Regions from separate parts of the Sus scrofa genome. Here all the other regions are linked to region 1. A link is a contact called in public HiChIP or PLAC-seq data. All regions are on one chromosome and are shown on one strand. The core of a region is the stretch at or near the end of the contact, and the rest is flanking DNA. Distances in the headings are between cores, read along the strand shown.

The links. HiChIP or PLAC-seq counts read pairs in DNA pulled down with a chosen protein or histone mark.
Region 2: a contact with region 1 is called in an H3K27ac HiChIP or PLAC-seq map of alveolar macrophages. The contact joins the promoter of RASSF8 here to the promoter of LOC110260584 in region 1. A contact is called at or near these places in 1 of 47 Hi-C or Micro-C datasets (heart right ventricle) and 2 of 2 datasets of contacts at active chromatin or transcription factors (alveolar macrophages and skeletal muscle).
Region 3: a contact with region 1 is called in an H3K27ac HiChIP or PLAC-seq map of skeletal muscle. The contact joins the promoter of SSPN here to the promoter of LOC110260584 in region 1. A contact is called at or near these places in 1 of 47 Hi-C or Micro-C datasets (embryonic fibroblasts) and 1 of 2 datasets of contacts at active chromatin or transcription factors (skeletal muscle).

What each region holds. Positions count from the first base shown.
Region 1 is chr5:46,933,972-46,938,128 of Sscrofa11.1, reverse strand. It overlaps LOC110260584, which reads left to right and starts at 1,747. Exons shown (of 3, transcript XM_021091237.1): 1 at 1,747-1,995; 2 at 2,036-2,649. The coding sequence starts at 1,747. The coding sequence ends at 2,608. ITPR2 (inositol 1,4,5-trisphosphate receptor type 2) reads right to left here and starts at 2,002. Exons shown (of 58, transcript XM_021092920.1): 1 at 1,657-2,002.
Region 2 is chr5:47,845,556-47,849,712 of Sscrofa11.1, reverse strand. It overlaps RASSF8 (ras association domain-containing protein 8), which reads left to right and starts at 2,243. Exons shown (of 6, transcript XM_005653134.3): 1 at 2,243-2,333. LMNTD1 (lamin tail domain-containing protein 1) reads right to left here and starts at 1,414. Exons shown (of 18, transcript XR_002344073.1): 1 at 1,293-1,414.
Region 3 is chr5:47,607,188-47,611,344 of Sscrofa11.1, reverse strand. SSPN (sarcospan) reads left to right here and starts at 2,015. Exons shown (of 3, transcript XM_003126415.4): 1 at 2,015-2,371. The coding sequence starts at 2,093.

The DNA of each region.
Region 1 (4,157 bases), core at 498-2,997:
TCACAGTTATGAAGGTAGTGATCATGACTATAGCTAACACTTTATACAAGTGCTTATGAGCCAGGTACTGTGTGTCCTACATATATTAACTCACTTCTTCCTCAGCACAACCCTATGAGGTAGTAACCAGGATCTTCTCTTTTCAGACCTGAGGACACTGAGATGCAATTATGTAACTTGCCTGGGGTCAGAAAGTTCACAAGTGGAGAAGCCAGGATTTGACCCCAAGCATTCTCCCCCTGGAGCTTCTCCCCCTGGAGCCCTTCCCCCTTAACCTCCCCATTACACACACCTGGAGAGTCTACAGAGAAGGGTGGGGTGTAGCAGACCTCATCTGCAAAATGTTGGGGTCGCAAACACTGGACTCGTACTATGAAATCTCTCAGAAACAAATGGTAGCTTAAGATTTATAAACCCAGCACAAGCACTTGTCATGGCTTTTTTCTTCCAAGCTTTATTTTCACAATTAATTAGCATCGGTCTTACCAGGATTCAATTAAATCTACCTGCCTTCTTTCACCCATTAGGAGAGATGAACAAAGAACAGAAACTGTTCTCAGCATGGCTCAGCATGGCTCAAAGTCACCATCCGGGGACACTGCATGTTAAGTCATGTGCCCTAAATCCCAGGAGCAGAAAACAGTGAACAGCCAGAAGTGGCAACACCAGTTCCTTAGCCTGAAATCTCCAAGACTAGGGAGTCTAGCTACTGATATCAGGTGGCCACCAAAAAACAACAACAACAAAAAAGTATGCATAAAATACAAAGCAGTGCGCATTTAAACTACTTACTGGTACTCACCATCAGGACAGAGAGAAAATACTAGTAATCAAGGAAGTCCTCTTTAACCATCTAACACACGATTATGTTTATATATATATTTCCCTCATTCATAAATCAACTCAAACCTTAAGAGCCCTGCACTTGGCTGAGTCTCAGGAGGGGTTCAGCCTTTCAGTGGGCCAAGGCCCAGGAAGGGGAGAAAGCAGGTGTGAGTTCCATAACGCCGGAGGCCTTCGGTGCTTTCTGAGGGTCGCCGCGCGGCGGACGTCCCCGAGCTGCCTGCGAGGCGCGGCAAGTCCCCGTTCCGCAAAGCTGAAAGGAAATTATTTCAGGGAAGCGGGGACGGTGAGCTTCTCCCGCAGGGCAAAGCCACTCTCGGCTCACTACATCGCCCAAGTTTCATGTCCAAGGCCACGGACTTTTCATCGATTGCTCTTACAAACCCGGCCTTGAGGGACAGGGGCTTGAGAGTGGGGGCGAGCAAAGAAGCGGAGAGGGGGCGTTTTGTTTCACCTCCAAGGGAAAAACAAAACAAAACAGAAATGTTTTAATCAAAACAACCCACGGAGAAGCCAACGAAGACTTCTTCTCCCGGCCTGTCTCCGGGCTTCTGAATCACTTCCTCCTTTTCAGAAGAGTCTCTGAGCTTGAGATTACGAAGTTGCTGAGAAAGTCTAGCCTCTTGGGGCAGCTTCCTGCGAGCTAGCGAGCCGAAGGCACGGCGCTGTCCGCCGGCGCAGAGCCTGCCCGCCCGCCCGCCCCGCCACCCAAGGCGGGAGCTGGCGCCCGAGGACCCGGCGGCGCCAGGAGGGACCGGGATGGGTTCCGAGGGGACCGAGCGCCAGCGCTCCCCAGCCCGCGCCCCGACTTACCCCAGCGTGTTGATGAAGCCGTTGACCGAGCCCTCCGCGTACAGGGACACGATGTCCCCTATATAGAGGAAGCTGGACATTTTATCGGACATGCTGCTTCATGCTCGGAAGAAGACGTCCCTCCTCTTCCCTGTGCCCTCTCCGCCCTCTCCAGCGAGCCACCGCGGCAGAGGCGGAATGGAGCGCCCTCCTGCAGCGCCCAGAGCGGCGGCGGCGACGGTGGACACCGCCGAGGGATCGAGTGTCGGGCTCAGCCCTGCCCCGCACCCGGGAACCTCCAGGAGCAAGCCGCAGCTTAGGGCACCCAGAGACGTGCGCGGCCCGGACGCCCTGAGAGCCGTAGCTGCTGCCTCCCCGGCAGGTTTCCTGTTCCTTTCAGAAGTTTTCTCTCCAACACCTTTGCTCCTCCTCCTCCCTCCTCCGCTCCCCCTCCCCGTCCCCTTCAGGCTCCGCGCCCCACCGTTGCTGTCCCGCTGCGGAGCAGAAGCTAGTGCTTGCAGAGCCCCTAGGTCCTCTCCGGGGAATTTTTGGACCAGGTGCCTGTGCCCATTGGGCGAAGGGGAGGAGAGGCGCCCTTAGAGCAGGGGGTGCAGGCCAATCAGGCGGCGGCGGCCGGGGGTGGAGCCGGGCCGGGGCGGGGCGAATATGGGGGGCCAGGCCACCCTGGCAGCTGCGGCGCGCGCTAACCCAACGCGGGGAGGCGCTGGAGGGGCTGCGGGGGCCCGGAGCCGGGAAGTGGGCCCCGGAGGGCCCCCCGCCCCGGGAGAGGCTAGCTAGACTTGAGGTGCGACAGTTCCCTCCCAGAAAAGTGAAGGATGACGGGGCCGAGACCCTTTCCCGGGTCTTAAAGGAGGCGGGGAGGATGAGAATTGGCGATGGAGAGGGAGCGCAGGACCAGAGCAAGAGTGAGCCCGCGATGCCCCTCGGAGATGAAAAGGTGGAACCGGAGTAAGATGGGTAATTTGCTGACAAAGAGGAGAGGAAGGTGTTGAGGTAAAGGGAAAAAACAGACATTTAAAAAAAATACACAAGAAAGAAAATAAAGAGAAGGAGAGGGAAGGAAGGGAGATGGAGGGTCTGCTCTATATGAAGTGTGTAGTTTGGGGTTTTGTTTCTAGTATAGGGCGTTAGTGAAACCTGACCCGTCAGCAGCTGTCCAGGTGGACGCGAGGTAAACGTCACTTGGCCGAGCCAGCAGTTTTTTAAGCCAACCTATGGCAGTGAACTTTCTCTTAAGCCTCCCAAGGCCGCGCCTCCTTCTCTTAAACCCAAGCCCAGGTTTAACCTCCCACCTCCGGGAGCCCGCTGTCACCTTTTTACTGACTGTCCCGCTTTGTTTACATTTAAAGTTTCTGACTCTTAAAGCTCCAGCGATCATAAATGAAACTGGAGGCCGGGCACATTTCCACACCTTCTCTGTTGCTTTTGTAACCCTCATCATGTTAGATTTTTCTCCTACCTTTCTGGAAGACCTGAAAAAGGCAAACTCTGGGTGGCAGTTTTGACTAGCCACCCAATCAAAGAATTTGTGACCAAAGTAATTCCCCCTGGAGCAAGGTTTGCTGAAAGATGGAGGAACCCAGGGCTTGTAAAGAATGTGTGCCCAATTGTGCAACTCACCAAAATTTAAATTTACAGTTTGAGGCTCTCTTACACTTTGAAGATGGTTTGGGTTGAGACTTATAATCACATTATGAAATATGAAAGAATAAGCTTAATATTCAGAAATTTGTGTTTAGAAAGCCTGCAGGATAAAGAATAAAGTGTTAGACCCAGAATCCAGGAAATGCTAGCACAAAGCCTGTATGTGTTGCGATAAACTGGACCCAGTCATTGTCCTACCATGCAGCTGACAGATCTCTTTTTACTTCTGGGTTCTCCTTTAGAAGTGATTCCTTAGCAACTTAGAAATGGCTGTTATATGATAGATATATGATATTCTGTTTTCCGAGATGGGAGTTTCCGTTGTGGCTCAGTGATGACAAACCCGACTAACATCCACGTGGATGCAGGTACGATCCCTGGCCCCACTCAGTGGGTTAAAGATCCAGTGCTGCCGTGAGCTGTACTGTAGGTCACGTCCCAGATGAGGCTTGGATCTGGCATTGCTGTGGCTGTGGCATAGGCCATCAACCGCAGCTCCAATTCAACCCCCGGCCTGAGAACTTCCATATGCCGCAGGTGTGGCCCTAAAAAGCTAAACAAACAAACAAATAATAAATAAAAGCTTGAAATAGAGCAAGATGATGACCCTGGAAATGGAGGTTTCTGTTTACCCAAGGGATCCATGGGTTACATACTACAGTTTCCCATGTTGCACAGTCCTGTGCCATATATCCAAATTGGTGTTCAGAAGTTAAGGAACCTGACTAGTACCCATGAGGACTTGGGTTTGATCCCCGGCCTTGCTCAGTGGGTTAAGGATCCAGCGTTGCCGTGGGCTGTGGTGTAGGTCACAGACTCGGCTCGGATCCCGAGTTGCTGTAGTGTGTCGTAGGCCT
Region 2 (4,157 bases), core at 994-3,493, 910 kb before region 1:
TTCTTCTGGGTTTACCCAGGCAGGACAGAGGTATATTCACCAACTTCTGCAGCCACCAGCAAGGCACACCCTGATTTGAAGGTAGGGATACCTCACTGGGTACCAGGATCCTAGTAAGCACTTCTCCTAAAAAGTGGACAGTTATTTAGTCATAGCAAGTCTCATCCTGATTTAAATGCTGGTCACATGAAAGTTGGTTATAATGAGTCATCAACTGGTTCACCTCTAGATGCATGATAAAATTGAGGTCAGGACCTGCCTGGTGACCAATAGAAACCAATAGATTAAAGTTCTTCTACTTGGTAAGATCCTGAGTCCTAGTTAACAATAGCCACAGTCTTGCCTGTTATCTCCTCTGTTTCAAGACTGCCATAAAAGGGGGATGATGATCACAGCCAAAAAAGGGAGGAAAGTCCTAAAAAGGAAGGCAAGGTCAACATGGGCAAGTGCCACCAAGGGCATGCACGACAAGAGGGAGATTGAATTTTTCCATTAGATCTGGCAATTAGGTGGTGACTGATGCTGTTCACTGGAGTGAAAGGTTGACGAAAGAATGAGAGCTGAGGAAACGTTAACCTTAAGGCTGGAAATCTCTGAGGATCTGTGCTCTAGGTCATCTTTAAAAGTTTCCACGGGGTTTTACATTTGAATCATAGAGAATGCTTCTTGTCCCTCAATTCTCCAAATGTTGGCAAGCCAAATTTGAATCTTAACATCTGTCTCCTCAGTTCACCTCTGAGGTAGAGGAACTAAAGAGCTGTGCAATAACTAAGGTCAAAAAACAAGAGGAAGAAACCAAAGGCCTACAAATCCAAACTCCAAACAAATCAAGCCCTGAATAGGACAAGCGGTAACAAGTTGTGCTTCAAATTTAATATCCCTGTCTTGATTTAAAAAAAAAAAAAAAAAAAAAAAAAAAAAAAAAAAAAAAAAAGCAAAAACACCCAACACCAGAAACCCAAAAACGAGTGTCTGGAGAATCAAAAGGGACATCTTATAACTGGAATGCTTCTTTGAATCTCCTCAGCCCCTCTTCCTCCAAACTGATTGCTGTTCTTGCGTTGTGGGCATGTGTGAGCAAAAGTCTGGACCAAAGACTGGATGTTGTCCAGTGACTAGAGTACTGCATGTCATAAAAAAAGGTGAATAACAAGAACAACACACACATCTGCGTTTCCATAAGAAAGCACAGCTTTCCTTGACTATTTGCTATATTTGCGCGGGGGGCGAGGTGGGGGGGGGGAGCGGTTTTCTGAATCTGAGCCCAGCTCTTTCTAAACTTGGTTACTCACGTCTGATTCACTCGCTGTGTTTTTCGTCTCCTGTCTCTGTCATTGCCTGCTGCTGAGAAGGGGGTCGCTGAATCATTGCCACTCCAGATGAAAAGCAATTCAAACCCAGTCCTGAGGGGATGGAAGGGCCTTTTCTTTTTTTTTTTTTTAAGCGTCTGTGGAAAAAGCCTCCTCCTTGCTGGGGTGACAGTGAAAGGCAGTTTTGCAAGTCTCACCCCGGGGCTATGGAAGATTTTACTCCGTGAGCGTCAGTGAAGTACCGGTCATCTCACCGTTTCTAGCTTTCAGGTCCACTGGCCTCCGCCGACCCGGCGGAGCGGGGGACCGTGGGCCCGAGCGGCCTCGCAGCGCTCACCGCCGCTTTAAAAGCTCCCACAATGCAGCGCTGGCGTCCCAGTTCCGTTACAAGGTCTCTCCCGGCGCCGGCGAACCGGCGAGGAGAGGGCGGGGGAGTCGGGGAGCGGCGGCTGTAACCCGAGCACCCGGCCGAGGGGGGCGCCCCCGCGCCGCCGCTCTCGCGCGCTCAGCCCGCGGCCCGACAAAGGGGCGGAGCCGCCTGGCCGCTCGGCCCGGCCCGGCCCCCGGCCCGGCCCCCTTGCCCAGAGGCACCGGCCGCGGGAGCGAGCCAGCCGCCGAGTCCGCCGCCTGCGCTCGCCTGCCGCCCCGTACAGCGCCCGGAGTCCCGCTCCTCGTCGAGCCTCGCCTGCCCGCTCGCCCCCCGCACTGGCTCGGCTCTGGGGGCTGCTCCCGCCGGCTGCGCCGCGGCTGCCTGCGCGCTCGCCCACCCCTGTACCCCCGCCCGAGGCGTCCGCGCTCACCTAGCGCCAGGCGGGAGGTGAGCGGACAGGGAGCACCAGGGAGCCGGGGCCTCCCGCCGGTGCGGGGCGCGCGGCCCGCGTAGCGCAGGGGAGCGAGGCTCGCGGGGCTGCGCCGCCGGGGACGGGCGCTGGGCGGCCGCCGGGCTCCGGGCGCCGCCGCGTCCCCAGCGCTCCGGCGGGCCCCGCGAGGCGGCCTGCGGGGGCGGCGCAGTTGCGAAACTGAGTAAGTATTAACTTTACTCGGCGGCCGCGATCTCCGGGCAGCTTTCGGGACCCCTCCCTCCTTCCCCTGGAGCCTCCGGGCTCCCCCCTTCCCCGCCCCTCTCTCCGCACCTCTGGTTTCTTCGCCCCATCTGCCCTCGCCGCGGGCTCCCGCTTCCTCCGGTTCACCTTTTCCCCGCTGTCTCCCCTTTGCGCGTTCTCCCCGCCGCACACGCGCGCCTGACTGAGACTACGAGCTTGTTCCCAGTCTGTTTCCTCCCATTGCCCTTGGCCGGGGAGTTTAGAGGCCACTTTTGTTGGGAAGGGAAATGTACGTCTGGCTTCTTTAATATTTTTCTCTCCAAATGGAAATCGGATGCTTGCTTGCCGAGCGGCGGTTTGGTGAAAGCTTATTTTCTCCTTTGAAAAAAATGATTGGTTTACCGGTTTTTAAAATGTTTGAACGATTAACCATCCTCCGTCCCTATTCCCCCGTGCCGCCAACCCGTCTGGGGAGGGGAGTGCAGAAGACTTTCAAAGTAATTCCGTCTTGCAAACTGGAAACTTAGAGAGGATACGGCCCAGAAAGCTGAAAAAGATTGAACCTGAAGGGCCCTGAGCTTTGAATGTGGGTCCTCGTGTGGCACAGGGCTTACGCGCCGAGTACCTGGGTTCGTAATCGAGTGTTGCGTTGTTATTTTAACATAATAGAGCCGCCTGGTGTTGCTAAACCACTACTTTCTCAGCATCAGATGGCATCCAGTGCAGGGCAAGCTTTGGGTATAATTGCGGGTCAGATCTTTAGGCATTTAGACGGGAAATAGATGCAGGGCACGTTTCATAGCTGGTTTTCAACCCGGGATGTTAGCCTGTCAGTACATCAAAGCATTGCGTTGAAAAAATTCCTCCAGCCTGGTGCCAGCGAGGACCAACATTTTAGGGATTTTCTAGTATAATGTGGTTCAGCAGTTCTTCATTAGATATGTTTTGTTCGCAGGAAGCACCTTTAAATATGTATCGATCTCCGATTTTTCTGTCGGTTGAATTAACTACCCATTCTGGTAGGAGGCCCCAGGTAGTCTTTTTAAAAATTTTTTCTTTTCTCTTAAGTCTTTCATCGTTGGGTTGCCAGGAGTTGGTTTTCGTGCGAAAGAACAGAAAAAATGGGAAGACTTAATGTATTATCAGCATCCTCTTCTTTGCCTGGGTGAGGCGGTAGTGAATGCCACCTAGCCCTCTGCAGGGAGAGGTGCTGAGTGGAGGCAGGAACCAGGAGGCAGGACTGAGCACTGTCATTTTGAAAGGTGGCTTGTGTGAGGTTTTATCTTTTAGCTGGCATATTAATTGTACTTTTAATTCTATTTATCCTCATGGGGAACTCTCCCCAAACTATAAACATTACATGTGACCACACCCCACTTAAAGAAGACTGAGCATAACTTGATGATTGTTCTTTTGAAGGATCAAGACCCAACATAAATATAATTTGTAATGTAGATGGTAAATCCTTTCAAAAATCTCCCCTTCCTCATTTTCTCTCCTTTTAAGAGTCTCTAGCTGATACTCTCAATAATAGACACGTTTGGTAGTAATGCATTGAATTCTTTCTAGGGTCATTGATAAAGCCTGATTCCGAGGCTTCAATAGCTGAGGAGGGCATCAAAGAGCTCAGAGAGGGAGGAAATCATGGGACTCTGCAGAGAGGAAAGGCATTTCAGTTTGCTGAACTGTCAGCATGCTGCAAGGGAAAGCAGTAAAAAGAGGAATGTTTAAGTTGTTTTTAAGGTGCATGTTTCCTAAATTTGGCATTTGGTCGAGATATTTGGCAATTGCAGATTTTAAATTC
Region 3 (4,157 bases), core at 766-3,265, 670 kb before region 1:
TAAGATATTGAGGGAAAGGCTAAGAATATTTTACCCTTAACTGACAGCCCAGCAGTATTGGTCAGCAAATAGAGCTTGTATCTCATTATAACTTAGTAATAGAAATAATGGTCTCAATCAACAATCAAGTATATTATGGTGGTGCATTGAGATATTTTTCTAGTCAAATACTCTTAGGTTCAAGGCTAATAGCTAATTCTATGATAGACAATATACTCCCGATGATCATTAAATTGTTCAAAATCACAAATGATTTAAGCAGTCCACCCACTTGTTTGACAATAGGAAGTAATTAATAAAAGAGGGAATCCACAAGTGTTCACGCGTGCTTCCCCTCACTCATCCCTAACTAGGTAAGTGGCTTAATACCCTGGTTACTTAATAACTCTGATACTCAATTTTTCATCTTTAAAAGTAGACATTACAATTCTAAGGTGGTTATAAGAAGTAACAGCCAGCGAGGTAAAGCTCCTATCATGTGCTAGTTACAGACTAGATAGATACCCAGTAACTAGTAACTATTATTTATAAGAACAAATAATTAATTCCATGTAGTCAGTTAGTTTCCTAAAAATGTTTTCTAGGTTTATGTAGAAAAACCAAGTACTGTTCTCCTTTGTCTTTTCTGCTGTTCTCAGTCAGACACAAGTCACATGGGTACCTTGGTGTAACATCAGCTTTTGTCTGTTCTCACTAGAAATCCTAATGGTGAAATGGCCTTAAAGCTGACAATGACCTTATCTCTGCCCCTCTGCTCCTCTTGTGAGAGTGAGCGCTGCTTCTACTGCTTCTAGGTGGACACTGGGATGTGTGGTTTGGTTTCTCCTTTTTAAGCTACTGCATTTGTTTCATGGACCACATTTTTTCACTGATCCAGAAGAAAGGTATAAAGAACACACTGAAGTTCATTAAAGAAAAGAAAAAAAAAAGAATATATTTCAGGCCTTCAGAGGTAACTTTTTGGGGACTTGGCAGTTTACAAAGAGAATTGATGATGATTAGTTTCTAATTCTGTGGAGACGAAGCAGGGAGTTAGATTTTCTTTAAATTAGCTGATAGCAAACAATCTAGGAGGAAGCTTTATCCTAACATCTTGGTGACATCATTTATTTTTTAATACAGCTTTCTCAATGCTCAAATGACCATACCAAAGTAGATATAAATACTCCAAAGTAATGGGATCATTTCTTAGTGGTTTCACTGAAATTGCTTTAAGTGCTACTGAGGAGAGGTATGTGGGAATAAGAATAATCGCTTTTATTGATTTGTTCGGGGACATTAGACAGGAACCAAATCTACCTCGGGCATCCTTATTTTCTAGCACATTGTAGGTGCTTTAAAAATATCTCGAAAGTGGACTGAGTTAAATTGTACATGTCTAAGGTGTAAAACAATCCCCAGAGGCACTGTTGTGATCAGCCAAGGCCAGGCTGGAGACTGTATAGACTATTAAGAGAGCTTTGAAAAAGAAATACACGTGAGAGAGTTCACAATTGGCCCAGTGTCTCTATAAACAGTTATTTCAAAAGCAAATACTTCACTGGGAAAAATACCTTGATTTGTCAACTGGGTTGCAGAATTTAAGAGAAGAGCCCACGCCTTGGTTGGAAAACCGAGAACAATTTAACTTTTGGAAACAACTTCACAGCTCGGAGCCTAGCAACGCCTCTTTTGGATTCAACTGTCTGTTAATTAAATGATTTAAACATTCATCACCTTGGATTGCACCTCTCCCAAAACGAAAACAAACCCGAAAAAATCCTGGGGTTTGGAGTGAGGAAAATAACACACACAGACGCGCACACACGCATATGCGCACATACAGGCGCGGGCACCCGCAGCCTGCCTAAAGCGCGTCGGGTTTAGGAGGCACCGGGCAACCCCGCCCGGCCAGGCAGGCGCTGCGTCCCGCCCGGCGGGTTGGCAGTTGATGACCCCCCTCGACTCCCCCTCCGCCGCGGGTCCCCGTGGCCTTCAGAGGCTCGGCGAGTCCCTCCAAATGTTTTCCATATTTGTTCAGCCTCCGTAACTCGCCGAGCAGTGCTGGCGCGGCCCGCCCCGCGCCGCCCTCGCCGCCGCCCCCGCAGCCGCCATGGGCAGGGAGCTGCCCGGCCGAGGCGCGCGGAGCCAAGGGGGGCCGCCGGCCGCTGACGCCGCCGAGCCCGACGACATGGGGCCGAAGAGGGGCGCGGGGGCCCCCAAGGAGTGCGGGGAGGAGGAGGCCCGGACGTGCTGCGGCTGCCGGTTCCCGCTGCTGCTGGCGCTGCTGCAGCTGGCCCTGGGCATCGCCGTGACCGTGGTGGGCTTTCTCATGGCCGGCATCAGCTCCTCCCTGCTAGTCAGAGACACTCCATTTTGGGCTGGGATCATTGTAAGCATCGAGTCTGTTTTGCCTGAGCGCGTTTGCCACACAGGAATGCCACGCCGCATGGTCGAGTTACCACTAACCCACCTGCATGCGCCCTTCCCCGGCTCCACGCCTCTAACTCGCGCTCCGCTTAGTGACCGATGCCCGCCGCCCCGGGTCCGCCCAGGGCGGCGGAGCTCTTGCCCTTGTCCTGCTTGTCGCTCTCAACACCTCCGACAGGCCTGAGCCTCACGCGCTGGAGCTGGGGAGGCGAGGCACAGGCTGCTTATTTTGATCACATTGAACAGCCCCGGTAACAACAGCAGATTCACTTCTGGCGTTTTTCTTCTCCAGACCCCACCTCGTCCCTACAGAAGTGGCGAAAAAGTGAATAAGTTCTTCCTGTAAAAGCAAGTTAGGAAAAAAGCCTGTACTTGGAGGGGCCACATCGGGTAGAATCGATTCGATTTTTTTAAGTCTGAGGTTCCATTAGTAAGTTTTTATTAAAACAGTGGTCGAAGGCAGGAAATGCAAATACAGCAAGTACTGCCTTAATCCACTGGAGTCTAAAGTGGGATAAGCCCGGGGCGCTGGCCCTGGCGGGAGTCTATTTGGGACTCTGCTAACGGATGTACTGTTCTAAGCAGAGCACGATTCAGCTGTTGTGCGTGCATGTTGGGACACAGCATACTTGCCTTAATTGCATGGATTCTCTGATGTGAAATGGGTGCCATTTATTGAGCACCTACTGTGGGCCTGTCCTGCTGGACACCTTACGTATCTGTTTTGTAATCTCCACAGCAGCCTTATGGAGTAGTTATTATCCTTTGATTTCCCAAATGAGAGAACCAAGGGCAGACTCACCCCGGGTCGTGAGGTGGCAAATCAGAGAAGTTGATTCCTTTTTGCAGCAGGCTCCATCTGTATTTTCCTCATTGAGCCGCATTGCTACCAGATTTGTTTGCGATTTTAATATGATAGCGCCCCAGGCTTACAAAATTCTCTTTCATGTGCACTATTTCATTGGATTCATGAAACAACACTTTGAGGAGGGAACTGTTATCTGTGGACAGGAGGAAACAAGCTACGGGAAGTTAAATGACATTCTCAAAGCCCAGAGGTGAAAAGTGGCAAAGCCGAGGGAGACCTGAATGGACCCTCTGGCTCCTAGTCTCATATGGCTTCATTACTGCTATCACTGACCACACAAACTAGAACTCATAAAACAACCCTCAAAATAATTGTGCATCGGGGACAGGTGTTAAAAAACCTGATTAAATATGCATCGATGCAGGTATTTTCTAATTAAGAGTATTTGAGCTCACAAATTCTTGCAGAGTAATTTAAAACTTTTAATTTGTGTACGAAGAATCCCCCTGAAATTATCATGATTGGAGTTTTCTAAATCGAGTGATTTTAAAAATAGCTTTTCGCTAAGATATATTGGGTATGTTAGTCACTTCAATAACTGTCAACATACTCAGAGGGGGGAAAATATGTCTTTAAGGCTAGGTGAATTAAAAGCAGAAAGGGATGAAAACTTCTCATTCGAGGATTTTAAATATCATTTGCATATACATTATCTCTCCTTTCTTTATTTCAACTTTAAAAAGTCCAGGAATGAGAAAGAAAATTGATCGGGAAAAAAAAATTACGCAACTCTGAAATTTCGGGAGTTCCATGTATTGCTGTGGAAACTCCCTGGGTGTGGTATATAAGCATTATCTATAGTTAGTTTTGTTTGTTTGTTTCTTTTCTTCCTTCTTTCCTCTCTTCCTCCCTTCTTTCCTTCCTCCCGCCCTCCCTCCTT